Regions from separate parts of the Mus musculus genome. Here region 1 is linked to region 2. Evidence: chromatin contacts called from public HiCAR-type data. All regions are on one chromosome and are shown on one strand. The core of a region is the stretch at or near the end of the contact, and the rest is flanking DNA. Distances in the headings are between cores, read along the strand shown. Region 1 has its middle 16 kb from the start of Gm22521. Region 2 has its middle 52 kb from the start of Gm30113.

Region 1 (4,538 bases), core at 1,751-4,250, 200 kb before region 2:
GGCATATCTGGGGTAAGTAGGAGAGAACAGTTAAGATGCATATGCCCAAGGTGCATCATTTCCATGCGTCAATCTGTCACAAGACAAATGAATGATATTCAATTTTAAAAAGAAACTTTCAACCAAAGAGTACCCATGGAGGGACCCATGGCTCCAGCTGCATACATAGCAAATAATGGCCTTGTTGGGCATCAATGGGAAAGGAGAGGCCCTTGGTCCTGTGAAGGCTCGATGCCCCAGTATAGGGGAATGCTAGGGAGTGGGTGGATAGGTGGGGGAACACCCTCATAGAAGCAGGAGGGAAGGGCTTGTAAAGGGAAAACTGGGAAGGGAGTTAACATTTGAAATGTAAATAAATAAAATAACCAATAAAAAATAAAGAAAAATAAAGAAACCTTTGTCAAGGCATGCACAACATGTCTCCATCATTAAACTTACCTTCCTTTGCCAAAAAGATTCATGAGATAGTGATCAGCACAGAGAGAAACACAAAGATGAGTAAGATGAATGTGTGCATGCACACACACACACACAGAGAGAGAGAGAGAGAGAGAGAGAGAGAGAGAGAGAGACAGACAGACAGACAGATAGACAGATGGACAGTCAGATAGACAGACAGACATAGTATTATATAATGTGCTGCATGATGCCCGGTACAAAGATTTTATCTATTTCCCAAGTGCACATGCACACTCACATGATCTCAATATGTAACATGTTTCTGTTCCTAGACCTAATATGTACCATCCACTAGCCTCAAAGCAAACACTTTTTAATTTCTCGTTTGGGAAAAATAAAACTAATCTAGGAGACAAAAGACAATACAGCAACATGGAGGACTCATCTATTTACAATTAGATATAGACTATGCTTTTTATTTTAGAATTAATATGCATCTCACTAATGCCCAAAATGAACTCACATTCTAAAGCTGGGTTAGGAGAAAGAGAAAGGGGAAGACCCCTGAGATCTGTGAATGACAAGGAAGAGGTGTGTTTGCACTTTTCACCAAGAAAGGCTTGAGAGAAGAATGCAAGCAATCCTTCTTGTGGAAACAGGGTAGTTCTCTGTGGTAAATCACCTGCCTGGGGCTTCCCCAGATCAAGAACACCGAGAAAGAGTTGCAAGCCCTTGACTAGAAAGACCATATTAGGGCTGAGGACCTAAAGTCCATCTGAATCTTATTGCTCTTATTGCTATTACATGCTCCTTTGAGGAGAGATTGTAAACATAATAACAATCATATTATCCCACTACCTCTTGAACAGATTATCTTTGCTGGTTGAATGTGTGTGTGTGTGTGTGTGTGTGTGTGTGTGTGTGTGTGTGTGTTTGCATGCACATTTTAGGAGAGTTTATTTACATTGGTGACTCTATTCCAGTGTATTTGACTCTTCTGTGATAAAAGAGGAACAGAAAAATGAGACTGAGAAAAGATAAGGTAAGAGTTGTCAGATCATCATTCCGGTAATTCTTTCTTCTAGACACCAGGCAAGGCAATGCACTTGGACCTAAAAACACACAGATCAGCAAAGCCTATTCTAGAGGCATCTATGGTCTAGATAGAGTAACCTAGGGCTTAGAGAGTATTATGAAAATGGTATCTATATTCTTAGGAATAAGGAAGGCACAGTGCTTAACACTGCATAGTTGCCCTATAGCAAGCAGAAACTAATCAGTATATTGCCAAAAGCCACAGGTGGCAATCCCTAGTTAGGGGATTCCCTAACTAGTTTGCTTTAGGCCATTACCTGGGTCCAGCTGGCCCAGCTGGCCCAGGTGTTGAGGTAGGGATGCACAGACATTCCTGTTAGTACTTCCTTCATGCAAATTCACATCCTCTCTTGATTAAAAAAAATCTCTATCAAATAAGTCTCTTGATAAAATTTTTTAAAGCAAATTCCTTTAAGGAAATGGATCAAGATATACTTCTAAACATATAAAAAGTGACGAAGTGACAATTTAGTAAGATATTAAAATCTTCAAACCCATGAACTTCCTGTTTTACTCTTCAAAAATGATTAAAGAAGACCGTGGTGTTGGAGACGATAATGATAGCCACCACAGTGTAGATAAAGTCAGTAAGAATAACAGGCATTGGAGGCATTCTCAGAGCTTCCTATGTCTAAGAATTTTGTATGCATTTCTGTGAGACCGTTATCCTGTTTCAGTTTTGCAGATAAAGAAATAGGACACTTGTTTGCCTCAGATCACACACATTTTCAAAAGGAGGACATGTGTTCAAATCTAAGTGTGCTTGACTGCAGAGTCTAAGTCCCTATCTGTTGTCTGCCCTGTGTGTGAAAGGAGATGCTGAGCTCTACTCCAAAGATCTCCACTACCTCATGGAGAAGTGAGGAAAGACAAGAAGGAAAATGAGGGGAAATGTCCTCTCAGAAGGGCAAAGAGGTAAAAGATTACATACTCTGTTAATGACTTCTATTAGGCGTTGCAAATCATTCCCCTACCCCACCCCAGACTCCAATAGTTTGTCCGTGTTCATGGCTTAGTCTCCTTGAAAGGTGTTTTTCAACCCATCCATATTCTCTCTAATTGGGTGTCAACTAAAATATCAGTTAGCGACTTCCATTAATAGACAATATTGCAAACTACAAAACATCTTTTCCTACTCTCTAGCTTCACACATGCAGGTGAGTTGCACTGAAGACCAAATATGAAAGAAAGAGAATCGCATTTACCCAGCTCAAGTAAAATGGGTAAATGGCTTTGCAGTCTCCCTCTGCTTGTCTGGCTCCACATGACATCTTCCTTGTGGAAAGTGCTTTATATATGTCACCCTGACCTCCATTTCCTCCCATCTACTATGAAAACTTGCTTAATGAGATTCCCGCCAAAAAGAAAGGTTATCTAGAACTTCAAAATTATTAAGAAAAGGAAGTTTGACTCGCTTGTGGAGGCTTCTCTTAAAGTACTATATATAGCAGTTGCTTTTATGTTCATAGCTACAGAGAAATACAACTTCCTGCTTTCTCTGAAAAATGGTGTTAGAGCTTGCAAGCTGGGGCTAGGCTCTAAAAAAATACTTGCATCCAGGTCATCAGCCTATGTGACTCATTAGAAGTCTGTGACTATGCAAAGCAAAAATGAATTTTTTTTTTTATCGTGGACCTTAGTCTTCACTTCAATTTTCTAATCCCAGGGAATTGTATATATTTTGTCTCTGAATTACTATTTTAATAATGTGTTAACAATAGAATTAGTCTATGACTTTCATCATCATTTCATTCAATGATTTTCCAATATGTATGACCATGTTGCCATTGTTTCTGAATAAATAGGCAAAGACAGAAGAGAACTGGTATTGAACATGGAATTAGAATCTATTTATCTTGGTCAGCTTACTTGTGTTTTTTTTTTTTAAGATTTATTTATTTTATATATGTGAGTACACTGTCAGACCACACCAGAAGAGGACATCAGAACCCATTACAGATGGTTGTGAGCCTCCACGTGGTTGCTAGGAATTGAGCTCAGGACCTCTGGAAGAGCAGTCAGTGCTCTTAACCACTAAGCCGTCTCTCCAGCTAGTCTTGCTTTTTCATCTGCACACAGGCCTTAGGAATATGCAAGTGTTGATAGCGAGACATTTATTAGTAAGGAGTCAGAGTTAATTGAACATCAACAAAATTTATTTTCTGCATTACGCTCTGAGTGTCAAATAAATATTTATTCCTACAAACATGAAAGTCACTTTTCTCATGCATTTTCTCATAATGTGTTATTTTTCATGGGTGGCAAATAAGTTGTTAAAATAACTGAACTACTTTTAAATAATATCTAAAAAAAAAAAAAAAAACCTCAGCTTTTAGTAATGCTAACTTTGAGTAATTGGATAAAGTGTGGTGTCAGACTTCATCAGTGCAAAGTCCCTTTTTCTCTGATTGTGTTCATTAAATTATCTGTTAGAAAACAATGCTGAAGTTGGAATGAACTGATAACAGGTGATTCCTAATGAGATGTGCTGACATTACTTGGGAATGCTTATGGCCAAGATGTGTAAATGAAATCTAATTGCTAAAATATATGAGGCTTAGGAGTCAACCTCTAAAGCTGTATACAAAAATGAGTGCTGAGTAATCTCTAAAAGTGTTAGTATTGGTCTGGGAAAATGACTCAGTGAGTAAAGGGCAGCCTGAGAAAGCATATAGACCTGTGATCCGATCATTAGTGCCCATATCTAAAGCTGGGAGCCGCCATGATTATCTGTTACTGCAGCACTGGAAAGCAAAGACAGCTGAATTTCCAGCTGCAACTCTGGGCTCCAGGTTCATTGAAACGCTAATTAAATAAAAATTTGGAGAGAAATTAGAGGATGACACTGACAGTCTACCCCCAACCTCTCCTCTACATTTGCATATGTGGGCAATCACATGTGCCCACATATGTATCACTCACACACACACACTCACAGCCAGTGAGAGGAAAAAACAAACAAACAAACAAACAAACAAAAAAAAAAACAGGAGGGACTAGGGACCATTCCCAAGTAAGAACAAGAAGAGACACAGCACACAGCA
Region 2 (4,199 bases), core at 1,136-3,635:
CAAAAAGAATGAATGGAGAGACACACACTGAGATATGCAACTTAGCTGTCAAGAGCCAAATTGAGCTCTTAGAACCCAGTGAGGGCAGGGATTCATCATAAACAAGGGCTCTTTAACAAGGTCATCAGCCGAGTTCTCATCAGAAACATGGGAGACTAGAAGGCAATGGTCTGATACATGAAAAGTGCTAAAAAAGAAACTATCCACACCAAGAACACTATATTTAGCAAAACTGTCCTTCAAAAATGAGAAAGACTTTGAAGATACTCCAAGGGGTAAAAGCTGAGGTATTTCACTGCTACTAGACATGTCCAGAGTATAATAGGCAAAGGCATCCTGTAGGTTCAACTACCAGAAAGTGGGTAGTAACTCACAAGCTCACATCAGGATGAAGAAATAAAATTCCCACTGAAGGAGGATGTAGTTTTATAATATTAACAAGTAAAAGGCCCTGTCTCATAAAAACGAACAAACAAATAAGTGAAAGGCATGGGAACAAAGTAATTATATAGTGTGGTGATTATCATGGAAATTAGGCCAATACATGTTTAAGTTAAAATGTTAGAAATTTCAGGTTTTTAAATACAATCTTCACACTTGCACCAAGAAGGAAGTTAAAGATATATGCAAAAGAGAATGAGAAAAGACTCCAGCCATGTCTTTGCAAAAACATCAGATTAAAACAAAGACAGTGATGTGGAGCATCATGAAGGCACAGGAAGGTTCCTTGTCTACAGAGGGCTGCTTTCCCTTCCAGGCTGCAGCCACACTGTTGAGTATTCTAGGGAAGGCTAATGCTGTATCCTTAAATGGCAGCTCTAAAGTTCCATCTACAAACACTGTAACAGCAGCAATTATGTTTTAACATATCATTTTAGCATTTATTCATATCATGGCAGCTTCTGAGAAAATTCATTTGCATTAGGAAGACAGGCTTATTTGTTTTGGTTTATGTGTATGCCTGCATATATGTCTGTGGACACATGTGAGCTTGGTGCCAGTGGAGACCAGAAGGCGGCATCAGATTCCCTGGAACTGGAATTCTAGGTGGTTTTGGGTGCTGAAACAGAAGGAAGAGGACAGGGGTCCTCTGTGACAGAAGCTTCATTTATTCTAATTGTCATGTAAAGGGTTTGAATGTGTATACTTTTGTGGTCTATACTGATGCCTTGTCATCTACCCTCACATGAACTATATCAACTTACAACTATACATTTCTACTTTATACCTCAGTGTCCTGGCCACCTTTTCTCCTCTATTCAGAAAGCAATAAAGTGAGGAAAGAAAATCAGTGTATAGTATCCCCACATGAATCCAGAGCTCAGTATTGCTGACAGAGGCCTTTTGTCCATTGGAAGTCCCTTCATAGCAAGCTTAGCCTACACCTCTTTAAGTATATGATGGAGAGAATAACAGTACCTATATCAGGAACTGTGAGTTGTCAGGGCTAGTATAGGTAGAATGAGACTGTCAACTAGCATAAAGTGCTGTGGTACCCAAACCCTTGCTAGTTCCTATTCTATTAATCTCAGTCTGAAGGATGGTGTTAGCCAAGAAATACATAGGACATGAAGTGGTGTTGGTTTTGAGGCCATGTCTTCTGGGTGCTTCCTCCACTCCTGGGCCATGTGAGAACAGAGATGATAGGTTATTGATGTTTTCCAATATGAATGAATATTCGCAGATATAGTAGCTTATTGTAAAGTTGTCCTAATTCAGACCACCATTCCTAATGATTCCAGTAATTTAGATATGTTAACTCTATAGTACATATACATGGGCCTCAAGTTTGCCTTAGGGACATATTGGGTCTTTTGAAAGTTTTTTTGTTTTTGTTGTTGTTGTTTCGGGTTTTTTGTTGTTGTTGTTGTTGTTGCTGTTGTTGTTGTTTTGGGGTTTGGTTTTTTGGTTTTGTTTTTTTTTTTTTTTGTTTTTTGTTTTTTTTTTGGGGGGGGGGTTTGTTTGTTTGTTTTGTTTTGTTTTGTTTTTCGAGACAGGGTTTCTCTGTGTAGCCCTGGCTGGCTGTCCTGGAACTCACTCTGTAGACCAGGCTGGCCTCGAACTCAGAGATCCGCGGCCTGCCTCGGCCTCCCGAGTGCTGGGATTAAAGGCGTGTGCCACCACACCCGGCGTTTTGCTTTTGTTTTTGTTTTTTTGTTTTTTAAAGTGAGAAGAAACTCCAGACTTACTTTCTAAAACAGTAACATTACTAAAAGCAAGGGCCTCAGTACAGCGATAACAAACACAAATCACCTACTTTGCCAAGAGCTTAAAAGGTCTGGCCTTATTTAATTTTCAAGGCAATCACGGGACTTCACAGAGCTTAGGTAGCAGAGCTAAGGCTTGGATGTTTAGGGGTGCTGGTCTAGAATCAAGGCCAACCCAACCTACACTTATGTCTGTGTTATGCTGCCTCCTCATGGTAAGAGTTTGTTGTAGGACAACAGCAGATACTTCAGACTGAACCCTCCAAGTCCTCCTTTAGCCTTTGACCTAGAAATCCTGCAAGAAAAGCACCTTCTGCCACTGTCAAACGGGAACAGCTCCATCTTGCATAGATGTGGGTGTGCCATGCAGTAGAAGCCAGATAAACCAAGCGGGGGGAGGGAGGGAGGGCGGGGGAACAGGGGGCGCGGGGGGTGGGGAGTATCTTTCTCAGGTCACTGAACTGATATAGGTGACATTAATCTGGAACTGTGAGCCATATACTTGTGACCTGATATGAACGGCAAATGACCTGTTAAAAAGCTCTAACCTATTTCCAGAGCATGACTTTCCACCCGGGGAATCTGTGCCATGCTCAGCAGTGGCAGGAATGGTGTGCTGAATTCCGACACAAGCCTGAACTCAAGCCCAGTTAAGCCGCACTGAGTATTTACCTCGGAAGATCTTAACGGGATCCAGAAAATTCATGGAAAGCCCTCATAGGAGAAGATCTGGCACTCCGTATTCCACTCTGTCTTCAATTTCAAGGTGACAAGCACATTCCGGTGCTCAAATTTCAGGGTAGTAGGAACATTAAAACTGACTTAGGAAAGCCTCCTGTAGAAGCTACAAGCATGGGAAGATGGTTGCTAAGGGCACCGGTAGGAGGTTTGCTTTTCCAATTCAGAAGTTTATAAAGTATTGTTCATTACTTTCCTTTGGTAGGCAGCACAAAGTGATGCTGAAAGGCATTATCACGTGGTCATGTGAACTCAGTACTAGAACCTGTTTGTTGGTGACCCAACCCTCATTCCTAATGCTTGTTTCCCTTGACTATTTAGAAATAGATGTTCACATGATACTTTTGTTTAAAGAAACACAACCAGACTTGTTCTTACTGGGTTTATAGAAAGATTTACACTACAGGAAAAGAAATGTTAGCTTTTAGCTCCCCTCTTTCAACATATTCAAACCTGATTTTCATTGTTGACTGAAACATCGGTGTGAGCTCAGTTACCCAGCCATCCTAGGACCATGAGTAAATACATTAATATGAAAAAAAAAGAGTGAAGAATTGACACAAGTTTAGTTCTAAAGAAATGACAATTATTTGTATTTTAAATAATTTTCATTAATAAATGCTTTATCTTCATTTTTATGAACATGATGATAAGACTTAAATAATAAAGTATAATTTCCTTCTGAATCTCACACTCTATGACCAGGATTCTTTTTTTTTTTAAAGTTTTTAATTAGATATTTTATTTATTTACATTTCAAATGTTATCCCTTTTCCTGGTTTCCCCTCCAGAAGCCCTCTAACCCATCCCCTTCCCCCTGCTTCTCTGAGGGTGCTTCCACCTCCCTGTCCTGGCGTTCTCCTACACTGGAGCATGGAGCCTTCACAGGACCAAGAACCTCTCCTCTCATTGACTTCCGACAAGGCCATCCTCTGCTACATATTCGGCTAGAGCCATGAGTAGCTCCATGTGTACTCTTTCATTGGTGGTTTAGTCCCTGGGAGCTCTGAGGGGTCTGGTTGATTGATATTGTTGTTTCTCCTATGGGGTTGCAAACCCCTACAGCTCCTTCAGTCCGTTTTCTAACTCCTCCCTCGGGGACCCTGTGTTCAGTCCAATGGTTAGCTACGAGCATTCATCTCTGTATTTGTCTCAAAATATTTTCTGTTCCTACTCTTAAAAAGAGTTCTTCCTTGGATTCATACCTAGTTGAATGTTCTTATTTAATACTGATGTATAAGAGCTGATAATAGT

The links. HiCAR-type assays count read pairs that join an accessible place to other places.
Region 1: a HiCAR-type map of Th17 cells shows a contact between it and region 2, with 5 times the contacts expected there. The contact joins two enhancer-like sites. A contact is called at or near these places in 2 of 39 promoter capture datasets (3T3-L1-derived adipocytes and stem cell-derived epiblast-like cells), 1 of 15 datasets of contacts at CTCF or cohesin (pro-B cells) and 2 of 115 datasets of contacts at active chromatin or transcription factors (CD8 T cells and Th17 cells).

The regions. Positions count from the first base shown.
Region 1 is chr15:62,806,536-62,811,073 of GRCm38.p6, forward strand. No RefSeq gene overlaps it. Among named protein-coding and RNA genes, the nearest start is that of Gm22521, 16 kb to the left of the region's middle. Within about 2 kb of position 3,001, at least 30 of the 459 cell types and tissues checked have an H3K27ac peak or open chromatin away from gene starts, as enhancers often do. A contact at or near this core is called in CD8 T cells and Th17 cells, where this site is marked.
Region 2 is chr15:63,004,231-63,008,429 of GRCm38.p6, forward strand. No RefSeq gene overlaps it. Among named protein-coding and RNA genes, the nearest start is that of Gm30113, 52 kb to the left of the region's middle. Within about 2 kb of position 2,386, at least 9 of the 459 cell types and tissues checked have an H3K27ac peak or open chromatin away from gene starts, as enhancers often do. A contact at or near this core is called in CD8 T cells and Th17 cells, where this site is marked.